Regions from separate parts of the Arachis hypogaea genome. Here region 1 is linked to region 2. The links are chromatin contacts, called in public Hi-C maps. All regions are on one chromosome and are shown on one strand. The core of a region is the stretch at or near the end of the contact, and the rest is flanking DNA. Distances in the headings are between cores, read along the strand shown.

The links. A called contact is a pair of places that touch in the nucleus more often than the background predicts.
Region 1: a contact with region 2 is called in a Hi-C map of leaf, with 3 times the contacts expected there. The contact joins the enhancer-like site here to the promoter of LOC112697215 in region 2. A contact is called at or near these places in 3 of 8 Hi-C or Micro-C datasets (leaf and an unstated tissue).

The regions. Positions count from the first base shown.
Region 1 is chr6:103,038,747-103,041,479 of arahy.Tifrunner.gnm2.J5K5, reverse strand. No RefSeq gene overlaps it. Among protein-coding and RNA genes, the nearest start is that of LOC114924140, 12 kb to the left of the region's middle. Within about 2 kb of position 1,394, at least 2 of the 3 cell types and tissues checked have open chromatin away from gene starts, as enhancers often do.
Region 2 is chr6:102,988,244-102,991,093 of arahy.Tifrunner.gnm2.J5K5, reverse strand. It overlaps LOC112697215 (pentatricopeptide repeat-containing protein At3g04130, mitochondrial), which reads right to left and starts at 1,581. Exons shown (of 3, transcript XR_011862556.1): 1 at 1,167-1,581; 2 at 1-1,054.

The sequences.
Region 1 (2,733 bases), core at 145-2,644, 51 kb before region 2:
TTAAAAGTGTTTGTCAAAAATAATAAATTTTTTTATTTTTTTGTCGTAATCCTATCATATTATCTCCAAACAATATCTTACGAATAGGCCCACAATTTTCTTTGCGCAAACAAGGCCCATGATTGCTGTGGAATAAGACTACTAATTTTTTATTTTTTACGTCTCTATTATTTTTAAGAACGAGTTTCTGAAGCCAGCATCAATATACATTATTAATACAAATCATTTGAAGTAAATCAACAAAAACACCTCCAAAATATTTAATTACCGATAAAAATATCATCCAAATTTATCAATAAAATTTTTTAAAGTATTTCAAAATGCGACAAATAAATACTAGTTTTTCTATAAATAACAAATGATTAACGATAAAAATGTGGAATACATCCCTAATGGAGGGAAAAAAACAAATAAATAAAGGAATTTGACCCCGAAAAAAATTCAAAATTGAAAAAAAAATGAATTTGTTTCAACAGAATTGTGTAATCACAAAACACACCCTTCAATTTCTTCTCACCTCAATATTTTCTACACAAACCGATTGTAAAATGCCTTACCATATAAAAAGTATAAAATGTTTAGTACATAAGATGTACTTTAGAAATTAACTATTAAATTAGTCATTATATATTTATAACAATTAATAATTAATATTATATTTTTAATATATATTTTATATTAAAATAATTGATGGTTTGTGTATGTTCATACCCTGTCCCAATAATAAAGGCCCAGGTTCAAATAGAAAGGCCCAATCCGAAGAACTAAGCCCAGCTAAGCGCCGACCTTCATATAAGAAGTCGGTGTCGACCACGACTTACTTCGAAGAAGTCGGACATGAGGTTAGTTGGCGGATAAACACTCATTTGAATGAGTAACCGCCCCTAAAATCTCTCTAACCGCTTCATCAAACCATATCTTAACCTCCCTAAGATAGAGGGGCGGTTAACACCCAAAAGATACGGCACTACTCCAACGGTGGTTATTGGCTCACCACTATAAATACACTGACACCCCTCAGGTATCTCTAAGCCCAATACTCTATAGACCTGCTCACACTCTTGCTAACTTAGGCATCGGAGTGTCTTTGCAGGTACCACCCCCCATTCACTCGCGAACACAAGTCGGGCGGAGTCTCCCGAATTGCACACTCACACGGAAACCTTCTCCTTCACACTTACGGGCCAGCCAGCGCTATCCATTCAGACAATCTCCGGTTACCCACCGTAACAGTGTATATATAATATTTATTAAAAATATTATAGCCAGAAATTTAGATTTGAAGTGAAGGGATAGAAAACGATGAAGAGCTGACTGTGTGATACTGTGTTAGGCAATGTCAAATCTAACTGATTAAGGACTAAGGAGATAAGCTAACTCGCTAAGACAAAGACATTTTTGTTTATTTTTATTTTACATATTTTCTTTTTATTATTAACTGCCACTTGAAGACACGAGACTATTGTATGCTTGCCGACCATGTACATGCCCACGTGCAGGCACGATATTTTCGTTAGGGCAAACGACGTAAATAAATTAATTGAGATTTATATTTATTTAAATACAACAATTTGTAACCCATTATATACCTATTTTATTTTGTTTTTATGTAAACTACGGCGAAAAACAACGGTTTATTATTTGGGTATAAATGCGGAATCTCTTCGGCGATTTTGAAGAACTGCATTTAGGCATAAATTACAGGATCTTTATTGCAGTTTTTAAAGAACAGCATTCTTACATTGTGAAATCCCTACCACGATATGAAAGTTGTTGGCTCTATATATGAGTTAAAAATAGTTATTAAGAAGAGAGTCATTTTTACGATGTTAAATGAGAAAGATAGTTTGTTAACATTAATGCATTATTCTGAAAAAATTCATAAACACAAAAGAGAGAATGTGAAGTTTATCGATAAAAAATTTTTGAGTGTATTTATCCGTTTATCGAAAATATTATCAAATTTAAAAACGAGTATATTGCAAAAGTTTGATGTGCTTGGAATCAAGTGGATAAAGAATTTATTTTATAAGATATATATTGCAGTTGTGTCAATTGGTGTGAAGTATAATATGTTTGTGATGGGGTTTGACGAAGATCTGTATGTTTTATTTCATTATCGAATAAGTCTTTTGGATGTCAGAGTACACGAGCACTATGCGAAATTGGAGGATGATGTCGACAGTTCTGCGACATTAGTTCCGAATCCTCAGTCGACTGGCTTGGGGGATGCTTCCAGTTCGATCCTTGTGGTTGCACCGGCTTGTCTTATCATTGCATCCCCATCTGTTGCGGTTGATTTGAACCGTACAGATGAAGATGGTTGTGTAGCATTGGAGAATTGTTCATTTTGACAGCTGACAGTTGAGATAGCTAGTTCTCCTATCATGATTTCTGATTGTGTAGGCGACAGTAAACCTGATCGAGTTGAAAATGCAAGGAGAGGGGATGATTTGGAAGAAGAGTTTGTCGATATAGTTAGGGACAGTAATGAGGATACAAGGAGCAATTCACATATATAGTAGGGTCCATCAAATTCTAGAACACAACAGTATCATCCACACTTTTCAAACTTGAACTTGGAAGCTATGGGATAACAACCGGACATAGATGCTGCCTTTGGTAGTCAAGGATTGAATCATGGAACTGCTCCTACAAAATTTTAAATTGGGCAAACATTCCAGAATAAAGATAAAGCTGTGTTGAGTGTGAAGAATTATAGCATCCGTAAAG
Region 2 (2,850 bases), core at 332-2,831:
GAATAAGGTATCAGGTTTGCATCCAACAGACCTCATTCTCTCAACTACTTGCAAAGCTTCCTCAAATTTTTCTGCCTTCGCCAATGCAGACATGATGGTAGTATAAGTAATCACATTTGGGGAGCAACCATGTGCTTGCATTTCATCAAGCAGCTCGTAGACCCTGTCAAAATTCTGTTCTTGGCAATAGCATTGGATGATGGTTGAGTAACTTATAACACAAGGGTGACAACCATGTCCTTTCATCTCTTGGATTGTCCACTGTGCCTCATCCACACGACGGACTTTGCACCAGCCATGTATAAATATGTTAAACGTATAAGCATTTGGAGCAATGTGCTGCTTTAGCTCCAAGAAAATTTCACGAGCTTGTTCAACAAATTCCTCTTTGCATAGCGTATCAAGCAATAAGTTCATGGATTCGGTGTTCTTCTCCAACCCAAGAGATTCTAAGCTATCAAATATCCTTACTGCATCTTCCCACTGTCCTGCACCAACAAACCTCCTCATCACCTTAGCTATAGTATTCAGAGTAACAAGACCCACCTCATGCATTTCTTCCAAGAAATCTCTCAACTTTTCCATTTGCTTCATTTTCCCTAATATGTCTATCATCATATCATACGATTCCGGCGAGTGTCTAAAGCCTGATCGCAAACCTGCCCATTTGAATATCCCCAATGCAGACCTCCAATCGTCTTTAAATCGATGGAGTAACCTTTGAATAAGGTTCTGAGATAGATGTATACCATCACAAGCTGGATCATTGAAAAGAGACCGGAGAATTTCTCGGTCGCTATTCCCTTTGCTAGCTTTTGCAATGAGAATGTCAGCATATTTAGTAAGCTCTAGACATTGTTCTTCATGCCAAAACTCTCTAGCTCCTACACAGTGAGAAGATACTAACTGTGAAGAGAAACTTCTAGATACCAGAACCTTACAACATAGGCTAGCGGAATCGCTGGCAACAGAACGATATATTGAGTGCATAGGGGTGATTTACAAGTGAACTCAAAACAGCCACAGTAACAAAAAGGGACTGAGGAACAAAACCCTGCTAGACAAGTAAGCATAAAGAAAATTAGGTTTTCCATCAAGCAACGAATAATGAGAGCTAATATCTTACATCAAAATTAGAGAGCTCGAAGAGACAACGACCGATCAACCTTCGCGATGGCAATGCCACCGGATCAACGCGTCCTTCGTGCGACGGCGCCGAGAAGAGGAGCGATGAGAACTAAGAAGAGTTCGGCGATGCGATGAGAAGAGTGCGACGGCACCCACGCTTTGCCCTAGCTGGCGGCGACAGCACCCTGTACCGGAGGAGAAGAGTTCGGCGATGAGGGACGGTGATGTTGGCTGGCTGGGCTTAGGGTTAGGTTTCAGAGTGTGAGAGAAAGGGGCTGGGATGTTTCTTCGTTCTTCTCCTCTGATTGCAAAACGGCGTCGTTTCACCGATGCACTGAACATCTGAACCAAAAACCATGAAAAAACCCGGCCGGTTCCGGTGATTTACCGATTAACCGCCGACTCATCCGATTCTCTAATCAATTTTTTGTAAGGCAGTTTTATATCTTAACCGAATTGGTTAAGTGATTTATTCTAATTAAATAAATACAATAATTAATTGAAATAAATAATTATAAAAGTTATTATCGAAATTTGCTTCTCAACTTTATCTTATTTACTAGCAGAAGCCCCGTGCATACGCGCGGGTAATAGTAATGTTTGGATGGTGTAACTGCTTTGTTTAAAATATTGGATTGAATACTAATATTGTATGTAATATATATAATGGTCTTTTGACCGATTTTAACATAGAGTAATAAGACATAATATAAATAAGATGTGAAATTAATAAGACATAATATAAATAAGATGTGAAATTAAAGAAAACATAGATAAAAAAAAGAGCCGTTGAATGTTTTAGTTGTGTTGTACTATCTACTATGTACTTCCTTTAATTAAAAATGTAAGGTTCCAAAATTAGTGTAAACAATAAAGGAAACACAATAAACAAAAGAAATATAAAAGATAAGAAGATGATAGAATTGACACCGTCATTTAGATCTATGCTCTAATGAAAAATTGGAGGAAAATATGAGTAACTATGAATATCCACTGCTTTGTTAAGTAATATTTTTCTATTTTTGCATCAAGTTGAAATATAAATGCATAGAAAGATTATAATTTAATAGAAATTTGAAATATTTGGAAGCAATCCAACCAAGGCAGCATAAAATGAAAAAAATCATGTTAATAGGATTTGAGAAGAGTTTAATATACTAAATAGTGCTCCTTTAATTTTAAACTAATTAATAATTTAAGTATAGTTTACATAATTAGCTAGCGTGCATAAGAAAAGAGTAATACATTTAAAGAAGCCATAATAATAAAGGTGGCTAATTCAAAATTAATAGATTATGTTGTTATTGGAAATTTTTTTTCTAAAATAGAAAGCATAAAATACCTTTTTTATATTTGTATCATGAAATCTTGAGCAATTGCTAATTTGCAGGAAATTAAAATAATTAAATAGAATTATAACAGAAAAAATATATAAAACAAAAAATAGTCTTATTAAATTAAAAAGGAAAGAAAAAGTTTTAGTTGCTTTTATGTCAAATTATCAATTATTATTGTTTTTGGAATAAGATTTTGGCCATTAGATTAAAAATACTTTTATGACCTCAAACAAATACACTATCAAAAAAAAAAGATACAAAATAAAAATGATAAAAAGAAATCATAACTCCTAATAAAAAAAATATATATCCATTTACAATTTTTCTGTATAGAAGACTCATCTTTTGATTGTTTTTTTTTTATATATTATTCTCTGATGTCATC